Regions from separate parts of the Gossypium hirsutum genome. Here region 1 is linked to region 2. Evidence: chromatin contacts called from public Hi-C data. All regions are on one chromosome and are shown on one strand. Each heading gives the region's core, a stretch centred on a gene start, on an enhancer-like site or on the middle of the called end of the contact. The rest is flanking DNA. Distances are from core to core; before and after follow the strand shown. Region 1 holds the start of LOC107910419 (transcriptional corepressor SEUSS). Region 2 holds the start of LOC107910425 (auxin efflux carrier component 6).

Evidence for each region. A called contact is a pair of places that touch in the nucleus more often than the background predicts.
Region 1: a contact with region 2 is called in a Hi-C map of leaf, with 3 times the contacts expected there. The contact joins the promoter of LOC107910419 here to the promoter of LOC107910425 in region 2. A contact is called at or near these places in 3 of 34 Hi-C or Micro-C datasets (all in leaf).

What each region holds. Positions count from the first base shown.
Region 1 is chrD02:11,305,905-11,311,836 of Gossypium_hirsutum_v2.1, reverse strand. LOC107910419 (transcriptional corepressor SEUSS) reads right to left here and starts at 2,909. Exons shown (of 10, transcript XM_016838252.2): 1 at 2,470-2,909; 2 at 502-1,892; 3 at 300-419; 4 at 40-88. The coding sequence starts at 1,560.
Region 2 is chrD02:11,025,587-11,032,054 of Gossypium_hirsutum_v2.1, reverse strand. It overlaps LOC107910425 (auxin efflux carrier component 6), which reads left to right and starts at 2,037. Exons shown (of 7, transcript XM_016838263.2): 1 at 2,037-2,509; 2 at 3,035-3,648; 3 at 4,556-4,766; 4 at 4,868-4,953; 5 at 5,220-5,377; 6 at 5,480-5,556; 7 at 5,712-5,787. The coding sequence starts at 2,079. The coding sequence ends at 5,778.

The DNA of each region.
Region 1 (5,932 bases), core at 1,660-4,159, 280 kb before region 2:
GAACAGGAACAAAAAGAGACTTAAAAGAAAAGGGCATACCAAAACCACGTCCTGGCTTCCTATTGCATATTTCACAGTGCCATACATCCTGTAACATTTATACAGCAGTTCAATTATCCTTTTGCCATTAATATATACCCAAAACCCAAGGAGAAATTCAATGTATAAGTATTTATCATCAGGTGAGCAAACAAACAAAGATGTAAAGTTCTAAAGATAACTGTCTTCATTCAATTACATAAGATGCCAATTGAATAAGGTTCAGAGTGAGAAGTATAGGCAAGTTTTTATCAGCAGACCTGAGGGAAAACACCAGTTGTTTGGCGGCCATTTCCATACATAGAAACGCACCACTTCTTTTTGGCATTTGGCGCGAAGTACTCAGCAACAAACTTTCTCCAGAATTCAATATTGTTGTCCTACATGAAAAAACAGAAATGTTACATCCAGAAAGCCACTGCACACATGTGGAAATAGATCTTCAGACCATGGAGATCTTACTTCAGGTCTATGTTGTTGCTGATACATGTAATGTGTCAATCGCCGAGCACACATCCCAGGCTCATATGCTGATTTCACAGGTGATCTCAAAGGCAAATTCTGCTGTTGAAACTGCTGCGGTAATTGAGGCCTTTGTTGAGGCATTGCTTTCAAGAGTTGTTGGTGGTGGTGTTGCTGTTGTAGCTGCAAGAGTCTTTGTTGATGCAAAAGACTGATTTGGGCGGCAGCAGTTTGTGGGGGCTGCCGTGACATTTGGAGCAACTGCTGCTGCTGTTGCTGCTGCTGTTGTTGTTGCTGATGCAAAAATGACTGATCTGAATGTTGAGGTTCCATTTTTACCTGTGCCAAAGTTCTTGAAGGCGGGATTTGTTGTGGTTCCAATTTCACAGGAGCAAGATCTCTCAGCGTTTGCAACTGCTGTGGCTGGCTGTGCTGATCATTAGTCAGTTGTGGCTCCAATTTGACAGCCCCAACACCAGCCATCCCTCCTCTAATAGATTGAAACTGTTGCTGCTGCTGCTGCTGCTGCTGTCCTTGTTGGGTGTTGTGAGGGGCAGAGACCTGTTGCATCCCTTGTTGACCATGTTGGAACTGCTGTGACTCCGGTTGTTGGGGCTGTTGTTGATCTGGTAAAATATGGTTACCAAAAAGGTTAGAATACTGCTGACTTTGAACTTGACCAGACGACCCAGGGTTTGCCATGTTCGATGGCACAAATGACGATGAGGCATTAAACCCCATCCCAGTACCCACATTCGAAAGTGGATCAGATTCAGCCCCTGAATCGATTCCTCCACGCTGGCCACTCCCAGGACCAGAAAGCTGAGGGTTCGGACCCCCATTCCCAAATGACTGATTAAGAAGGGAAGAAACATTAGGCACGTTCCCGAGCATATTCATATTATTAAACTGAGTACGAGGAGACACTAATGAAGGAAACCCAGATTGAGAAGGAAGGCCACCGCCTTGTGATCCTAGCATCCCTGAATTTGTTCGCAAAAGAGATGACGGAACAGACTGCGCACCACCTATTGGAGTAGAAGACCCTAATGGCACCATGTTTCAAGACTAACTACCTAAAACTCACTCACAAAAATGTAACAACTATCTAAAACAACATGAATTCAACTAAATAAACTACAGTTAATAACAAAACACAAAAAAATCAGCCGCAGAGTTCAAGAAATCAGCCCAACTTGGCTGCTTTTAACTTTCCAGTCCTCATTGTGGACAAATAACAAGGGATCAGTTCTGTGCCTGAGCATATAGCTTTCTGCTCCACCATACAAGCGGCCATTACCAAAGAAAACCGAAGCCCAAGAAGAAGCTCTGATTCTGAGCATTCTAACATTTACAGTCAAGCAACACTAGAATGGCTTTCCCTCGAATTCCTAATAAAAGAAAAGAAGACATAAGAATTTTCAGATCCACTGAAACATAAATCATCCGAAAAATAATTTTACTAACATTCAGCACAAAAAGTAATTAAGACTGTCAACAAAAAGAAATTTAAAACTGAAATCCGATAACCGTAAAATCAAACTCCAATCGAATCTTAAAGAAAAACCCAAATCTCAAAACCGTAGAAATTTCATTAAAACTCAAACAAAATTTTACTTAAAATTAGAGAAAGACAGTAAAATCAACTGACCAAGCTGAAATTTTTAACCTCCAAACCCCCAAAAAATTGCAACTTTATTAGAAGAAAAACGAACGTTTAACCAAATACATTAAAAAAGCAACTAAACTCGATCCAGCCACTAACAGCAGAAATCAATGATCCAGACTTAAACCCCAAAAAAAACTAGCAAAAGGGTCAAAGCTGAAGAGACTTTGAGAAGACTTACCAGCGTTGAAAAATTCTCACAGTTACTGTCAAAAGATAAACAAAGAAGAAGGGGAAAGAAAATAAAAAAAGTAAAGAAAGTTTCCCAAATCTCCAAAGCTTTGATTTCAATCAAAACATACCCAAAACAAAAAATACCAAAATGTCTTTTGAACTCTCTTTCTCTTCAATTCTTCTACTCCTTTTTTTTTCTTCTTTTTTGCTTCAATAATCTGAAGCAATTAATATGTCTACACTTCACCAAAAAAAAAAAAACCTTCTTTTTGCTCTCCTCTTAAATCAATTCTTCTGCTTTTCCTTTTTTCTTGTCTCAGTACGTGCCCTGTTCTTCTTCGCTGTATCTAGTGAGAGAAAGAGAGTGTTTGTATTGTCCTTTGCGGACGTCAAAATTTCATTCCATTAGATTGAATTTTTCTTTTATTTTCCCCCCTTCACTCCCTTCTTTTGTTTCCATGGAATGATGATGATGATGATGGCATCACATCCATCCATCCATCCATCCATCATGAATTATGGATGATGGGATGTATTAAAGTGACGCACTTGTTTCGTTGCATGTGTATGCTTACACTAATGCCACATGATTGTTTCAATTTTCTTTTCAAATTTGATTATTTTAAAACTAAATTACCATAAGCTTAGTATGGGGTTAAAAGTAAAATTTTGTTGCCATAAGAATTAATATAATTTACTTAAATTTAATTTAATCCAATTCAATTAAAAGAGACTATGATAAATTAATTGAAATTTAATTTTTCAATGAATTATTCAAAATTAGAAATTGAATAATTCGATTATCATTAGCGTATCGCTTCCATCTTGGTATTCATCAGTAGCTGCCTATATTTGTAGCAGTTCATATTTATTTTTTTAAAATAAAATTATGTTATTAATTTAATTTATAATTTATAATTTATATGTTTTACTAAAAATTTAAAAATAAATTATAAACATCTATATTATATTTAAGTTTTTGGCTAAGTGTATATCACAAGTCAACCGTATATTAATTCAATTGGAAAACAATTAAAAACTCAATTTCTTTATAAAGTAACAAATATTGATATATCTAAAAAGAATTCATTCTTGATGACCTATCTTAATTTTACTTTTAAATCAAAATCATATTTAATTATTTTTTTAGGAGAAAGGATTGTATGAATCTGTGATTTCATGTCATCTCTATCCCTTTCCAATAGGAAAATGACGAATTCGATTTTTCCTCTTGAATTTAACATTTTTAGTTGAATTTAAATTTTTTCAGGAGAAAAAATCTAATTTGTCATTCTCCTATTAGAAAGGGATAGTGATGACGTGGAATCACAATTTCATATAATCCCTTCTCTTTTTTTTTTAGTTACTGAGAAAAATATAATGTCGGTAATGACAATATATTTCAAAGAAAAATAAAAATAGAAAAATAAAGAACACACAAATTTTACGTGGAAACCCTTTCGGGAAAAAACCACGGGCAGAGGAGAAGAAAATTCACTATGTCGAAAACTTAATTACAAGAGGAGTAGACTATGCCTATTTATAGGCTTGTAAACCTTATTCTAATAGGAGTGAAACTCCTTATTCAAATAATATCAAATAGATGGAGTTTAATAAGGTTTAGAAACCTTATTCTAAAATAAAATAAAAGGGATCACTTTTATTTTATTTTACCACAGTATTTTATTTAAATAAGGATTTGGGTCACTTAATTCTAACAGTTACAAAAGGAAGTTGAATTATAACGCTCAACTGATAATAATAGACTGATTACTCAGCATTTATCCCTCAACATTACACATTGCACCATCAAAGGTGATTATGAGAAAAAATAAAACCACGTTTAGCAACTCCTTACTATCTTGTTCTATCATGAATAGTCATATTCGTTGTTCGTGATACATACCGAATCTCCACTTGCTAGTCCTCATTATCCTGTTACGAATCTCCAATGTCAATCTTGCTTAATATTTTAATATAGATAAATTAAAAAATGGTCGGAAATCCCAAAATAACGTCAAAACAAAAACAATACACGTACTACTCTAATAAAAAGGAACAATTTAGACAAAATATGTTGTTCGTTTAGCGGTCTCAATCGAGGCCGTTGAGGAGTCCTAGGCCCACCCTCCCTGCTATACATCCCTATATTTTTAAGGTATTTATTATAAATATAATAAGATTGATATCCGAATATATTAACCAAAGTGTAATCCAATTAAATTTTAAATATATTCCAACTTAAATTAATATATAGTTAAATTTAAATAATGAGAATTTACAAATATTATACAAAATGAAACTCAAAATACTGGTATTCAGCCAGTACTTTTTAAAACCTTATTTATTCACTATAAAGTGCTTTTTGGAGTAGTATATACTGTATTGTCATAAGCCATAATGTCATTTGATGCTTTGTGTTTGCCATTCCTTTTTTTTTTTAAAGGGTTATCAAGCATCATTTATAATATACAAAAAAAAAAGATATTATAATTAATTGTTTTTTAATGTATATTTTTTATTTTTAGCACAAAAATAGATTTAATAAAATTATTATGAATTTTTTAAAACTTAAATACATTATATATATTAAACTAGCTTACATCAAATTTTCGTATTGTGTTTAAAATATTTGAACCTAGTTAAGATCTATAATTTTAGTTATTAACCTATCATTTTCTCCCTATTTTAGCCTATTCTTAGAAATATTAAGTATAATGCATTTAATTTTACTCTTGTATGTCTTCTTTTTTTCTTTTTTGAATTATAGTACCAACTTTTTGAATTTGTTTTTTTTTTCTGAAAAGTAAAAGTTAATTACTGAAATTGACTTTTTGTGGTATTATTATATGCTTTATTTTTATTTATTCATGTAGACATTAAATTTTAATTAATTAAAAGATGGGTTTTTTATAAAAAAAAATTTGAGAGAAGAAAATGAAATTATTTGGAATCGAATTTCCCATTGAATTAAGAAATTGTTGACAACTAAGATGGTTATATGGTTCATAATGAAAACACTAATTTTAGTTTTTTTTTTGTAAATCATGATTCTGTATTTAAAAAACAGGGTCGACAATCTTAAATGCATCAAATCAATACAAAGAGAAGAAAATTAAATTCAAGTAAAATATGAAAAGAAAACTTTATGCCAATAGTATTTTCCATTTATTTTAAACATAATGCTTGAATATTTAATTATTTTAAACATAATATAAGTATTTATTAAAAGTAGATTATGACACAATTTTGTGGTATGGGTGTAAAAAAATTATGTAGATTTTATGTTTATAATTCTTTTTAAAAAGTAAAAATGTTTTGATTGAAATGGTAAAATTGAGGTGTTAAGAAATATGGTGTCATATTTTTTAAATCTATTGATCTAAAAAAAATCCTTCATATTCGGGTTTTTTTTATAGATTTTATATAAAAATATGAAAAGATAAAAATATTGTTACAGTAATATTTTTTAATTTTTTGAAAATTGATTTTTATATAATTTCTTAATTAAGTTGGTCAACAATAAATTTGTGACACCAACTTAATTAATAATTATATAATAAATATAAATAAATCATAATGAAAAAAAGG
Region 2 (6,468 bases), core at 788-3,287:
TAAGATATTGAGAGAAAGATTTTGATATGTGTTTACGGGGAACGATACTTCAACTTGGATTACATCACTAAAGTGCCATGATTGTGCTCTCCCCATTATATATCATTACGAAAGCTAGTTATCAAGTGCTCGTCTAATAACCTTATCATATATGTGTTATTCTCATAGGATATCCTTAATTTCTTTGGGATAAAATTTGTCTCCAAATATTATGATTAGAACTCAACTTGGTATTTCAATGGTTCAATGGTGTTTGGTGAGAGGATCCATCTTGTTTGCTTTCTAGATATGATAACCGAGCAAGCCCCATTTTGCTACTCTCTACGCGAGGTGGTTCATAGGCTTTCCTAGCATGAATCCTAAAAATTTTAAAAAGCATAGGTTGTAACCTCAAATCTATAATTATCGACACATACGGATGCATGATTAAGTATCTCATTCTTATTCATTAAAATAATGACTACTAAATGTAAATGTTGCACGTACGATGCATTCGGATTGTATATTCTCTCTTCGATTAAAGACTACATTTGCTTTCATTGAGTGCGTGATAGAATCCATATGCAGCATGCAACTGGAATAAAATTTATTTTGAAACATTTTAATTGATGTATATTCAAGTATTATATTTATATATTTCGATATGATCATTTATAGTATATAAATTAATTTTTAACAACTTCATATGTATTCAGTGATTTCTTAATTTACCGCATGTTTTGATTATTATATTATATTTGAATCGTGTAATCATAAAAAAAAATTATGGAAAACATGAGAACATGCAAGCTGGTTCCCGGTTGGTTTGACACACATTTATATATAATTGATATAGGCAGAATAATCAGCTTTCAGTATAGGCTGTTTGTGGATGAATCATGCCTTGATATGGTCCCATTGTCTTTGGCAGAGGCAGGCTCGGCCAATCGTGTGATCCCCCACCCTCGACCCCATCGTCATCAACCAAACCACTTCGTAAATTGCTGCATAATGTGTACCCTTTATACGTGCAAAAATTGACCACCAAAAGCTCCTTTTTATTTTCACTTTATACATATACATCCAATCTATTTATTAATATCTATGTTTCATCATATGTACATAAATTTGTCAAATTTATAATTTTTGACAATAGATTTTACAGAAAAAGTGGACTTTCTTAACAACCTGGCTAATAAGTGTGGGACGAAAGCACAGTGTTTACATAAGATCATGGCTATATATCATGGAGAGTTTACCCCCCTTATTTTACTTTCCCAAAGTGCACTTCATGAATCATTATTGCAGCTTTTTATTTGGGGAAATAGTCAACAGTAGACTGAAACGACACCGAATGATAATGATAGTACCCGAGTTTTGTTGAAAACCAAATTATTAGACTATTTTGCTTTTGTTTTATTTTTATGATCGATTTATGTTTATTAAAAATTTTGGTTGAATTTATAATTATATTTAAAGTTTCATTGGTTTTATATAAAAAAATAAAAATACCATCGTAATAATATAATATATTTTAAATAAATAATTATTAATGAAATCGATTCAATCAAGATACAAAAATAAATTAGTTTTCAAAGTAAGATAATTAATTTGGGCTTGAATCAACAGTATATATGGGATAATAGGGAAATCAAAATCACATCAAATAGGAACTCATAATAACATTAAACATGGTGTAGAGTATATTAAGAGAATCTATATTACAAAATGCAGGTTGTCATATGATTTAATATCATATTTGATAGATTATGTATGGCTTTATTAAAATTTTAAAACCTTTTAGAATTAAATATCTCATATAACTTTATTTATTAATATTAAATGTCAATAATTCATTCATAATATATATAAACGTCAAATTATAAAAATATATCATTATCAAACCCATGCACGAAAATTTATATTAGAAAGTTAATCATTAGATCTGGAACCGTAATTCCCGCTGCTTACAGTACCTTAGAAAGTAAATTACCAACTTTTCGAGGGCCAAATTTGTCCATAAATCCTCTATATAATCTCTTCCATTTTCTCTTTAAAAAATTAAATAAAAAACCAAAAAAAGAAGAAGAAGAGTGAAGATGATAACAGGGGGTGATTTTTACAAGGTGATGTGTGCGATGGTTCCACTGTATTTCGCAATGATAATAGCGTACGGATCGGTGAAATGGTGGCGAATATTCAGCCCGGAGCAGTGTTCGGGGATCAACCGGTTCGTGGCGGTTTTCGCGGTGCCGGTGTTGTCATTCCATTTCATAGCTCAAAACAACCCGTACCAGATGGACACCAAGTTCATCATAGCGGACACGGTGTCCAAGGTGTTGGTCCTTGCTTTGCTTTCGGTTTGGGCTATATTCTTCCCTGGTGGCTCACTCGATTGGCTCATCACCCTTTTCTCCCTCGCCACTTTGCCCAACACTCTCGTCATGGGCATCCCCTTGCTTAATGCTATGTATGGAGATTTCACTCAAAGTCTCATGGTTCAACTCGTTGTTCTTCAATGCATCATCTGGTATACATTAACTCCAATCTTATATATCTTTTCGGATTAAAATGGTATAATTGCTAGGGATTTGTGTTGAAAAAAAATGGGATTGATATCAAATAATTATCTCATCTTTATATTATGAAAAAATAATTACCCCATCTTTATTACAAAAAACAAAAACATTTGTCTATACAAAAACAGCGATGATGTATCCAAAAACAAATAACATGATTGAAGTGCCTAAAATATACAGTGATTAGATATTCAAATAGTCTCTGCATTTAATTGATTGTGGCATGATTTTATATAATAAAACACAAACTATTACTTTTGTCTTTATTTTTTTTTAGAAAATTTGACCATTTTCTTTTATTTTCAACTAAAACTATTTTATATGGTTTTTTTTGGGATTAAATCAAAGTTGACCGTGTAAAACTAGGGAGTGATTTTCTAAGCAAAAGTCAGCTCAATATTGTTTGAAAAAAGATAACAATGAATTATTAAAACCTTACATAAGATAAAAATCATACGGCGTCGTTTCGAGTGCAGGTACACACTATTGCTATTCCTCTTCGAATACAGGGCGGCAACGCTCTTAATCAAAACCCAGTTCCCGGGCCCCACAGCTGCCACCATTTCCAAATTCGAGCTCGACAACGACGTCATTTCATTGGACGGTCGTGATCCTCTCCGTACAGAATCCGAAACCGACATCAACGGCCGTATTCGAGTCCGAATCAGGCGGTCCACGTCATCGGCTCCGGAATCGGCTCTATCATCCTCCATTTGCCTCACCCCTAGAGCATCCAACCTCTCTAACGCCGACATATTTTCCGTTAACACCCCCGGCGGACCCAACAATAACGAGATTGTATTCTGTAACGGCGACATGGGGTTCGGTTACCGTGCCGTTAGCCCCCGTTTGTCCGGGTATGCTTCGTCGGATGCTTACTCTTTGCAGCCGACCCCAAGGGCTTCTAATTTTAATGAAATGGATGTGATTACTACGGCAGCCGGGAATACACCAATCTGGATGAGGTCTCCCGTGGCTGGTGGGAAAGTTTTCCGGCAGCCGTCTCCGGTGGTTCCTCCTACAAAAATGGTTTGGGACTGTCAAGATGGTGGTGGGGATGATAATAGGCAGGGCTTCAAAGACCTTGGGGGTAAGTGCATGCAAAAACTTCTAATATTATTTAAAAATAATTTTCTATTTTAGAAAGTAAATTTCACATCACTATATTATTTGAAGAATTAAGATTACAAAAAATATATCTAATATTTTGATAATGACTTAAGATTTTTTTTCCCTTTACTATCGAATTTCAATAATAATTTGTATGTTTTATTTTACTTGAAATTATTGTATTTACTATTAAATTCAGTATAATGATTAAATATGATTGTTGTCACGATATCAAATATTTAATAACAACAAAATAAATTTGTTTCCAAAAGTTGTCCTACTATTTTTGTCGCACAAATATTGCACTATTGAAAATAATTGCCTTAGATCTGAGAAACAATTCAAAGAGACATGCAGATTTTGCAGGAGTGTACATGTATGTTTTGTCTTACAAAACTACGAACACAAATGTCGAGACACGTGCCTGTCTGAATTTTTTTTAGTTTTTAGATATTCATAAATTTGTTTTTTCGATTTTTAATTTTATGAAACTTTTAAATACAAAATTTAAACTCCAACTATTATGATGTTCACTAGTGTATCACATTTTGTTAAACATTATTAGACAAATTGTACCCCACCAAGCACTATTACCAAAGTAATAAAAATTTTATTTTAAATTTCTTATATAGAAAAGTCAGATCTTTACTTGATAGATAACATCATTAGCTTAGAGCACGTGTGTAATGATAAGAGGGATGACAATATGATTTTCACGTTGATATTATTACTAATTCATCAATAGAAATTTGCCATAGTGATCAACACACCCATTCCCCATGGTTTAATTTTTGGTTAATATGTAATTTAGACCCTAAATTTTATAATTTTTACAATTTAACTTTTATTAGAAAAATCAAGACTTGACATTTCTTTTTTTTTTTTAGAGAAGGAAATTAGCTTTAGAGACAACACCAAAATAACAGTGGCGGAGATGAATGGAGATGGGAAGGAAGGTGAAGTGGGGAGCAAACAAGAAATGCCAAAGGCCATAGTGATGGTGAGACTCATTTTAATTGTTGTTGGAAGGAAGCTTTCTCGAAACCCTAATACTTACTCAAGCATCTTAGGGCTTCTTTGGTCTCTCATCTCTTTCAAGTGAGTTTCAAAATATCATAATTAAAAACCCTAGCTAAATTAATGTTTTGATTAATGACTTGCTAATAATAAACTTTGATTTAATCTCATGGGTTGTGTAGGTGGAATGTAGGGATGCCGAGTTTGGTCAAGTATTCAATAAAAATAATCTCCGATGCTGGCCTTGGGATGGCAATGTTCAGTTTAGGTATATACTCAGATTTTTCATTTTCTTAAAGACTCAAAGTTCTTATGGTTATGTAAATAAAATATTTTTGTTTGGAGTTGAACTGTAAAATGAAGAAAAAAATTTAAATAGTAAATGTTAACTTTGTTAAAATATATATAAAAAGAGACTAATTTGGATCAATCCCTATAATAGAGGGTCTTAGCAGTTAATTTCATAAAAAAATTTTGAGTATACTCTATGATCCGACCCTTGAACTTAAAGTCCGGGTAACATGTACAATGCAGGGTTATTTATGGCACTTCAGCCAAGGATTATTGCATGTGGAACAAAAAGAGCAACAATGGGGATGGTGATTCGTTTCCTGTGTGGCCCTGTAATAATGTCCACTGTATCGATAGCTCTGGGATTAAGAGGGGCAAAACTACATGCTGCCATCGTACAGGTAAAACCATCATTTATTGTGTTTTTACTACATGGTAGGTAATGAAACATTGGTTTAGACTGTCACTGAAACGTGGTCTGGAAAATTGTTTAATGATCTCAGGCAGCCCTTCCCCAAGGTATCGTACCATTCGTCTTTGCAAGAGAATACGGTTTACATCCCGACATATTAAGTACTGGGTAAGTTACTCAACATCTGTCTTGGATGTTTCATTTTCATAGAGACCTTCAATCAAATCTGCTGTATTTTAGGGTTTATTTAAAAAATTGTCGGATGTTGACATTACATAAGTACTCCAGTACTAACACATCGATGTACAACAATATTCTTGCAGGGTTATTTTTGGCATGTTGGTGTCATTGCCTGTGACACTTCTGTATTACATACTTTTAGGCATATGAAGTATGAAGGAAAAAAACAGTACAACCTCAATAAAAGAAGATGGAGAATATGTTCCAATTAGCTTGTGAAGTTCATCAAGAGTATAATGTACCCATAATTTCCCCCTAACGGTACCTTCATATGTTATATTTCTATATTGTTAGGGGACAAAAGAATAGGGTAATCTTAGAATGTTTCAAGAACTTGATATATTAGGGTTTTTTCTTTTTGCATTTCATAGTACATAGATTAGTGGTAGCCGAAAGAGAGAGAGAGAGAGAGAGAGAGAGAGAGAGAGAGAGAGAGAGAGAGAAAGGGTATTATGATGACATATGATTAAGTTAGAAGACTTATATTTCATGGTGTGGGTGGGTAAAAAGATGGTGCAAGTGCAACCAAGCATGTTTGACTCAAGAAAAAAGAAGGCAAAATCATCCTATTGTCATTTCAATGTTTTGGAAGCCTATAATTCATTCCATTATAAACAGTTTGTTTGCATTTGTTTATTTTTGGGTTTTGAAAATAGATTTTCATGTATGAAACCAAAGACCAAGAGTGGCTTCCAAGAAAGGAATAAGCATTGTTGTTTTGCCAATAATCCCAAAAAGTAAGGAGGCAACCCATCATCAAAGCATTTTTGGAAGTTAATAAAACATGGGATTCTTATGGACAAAGGCTTAAACCCATAATAATTCTGTCTACAATTTTGG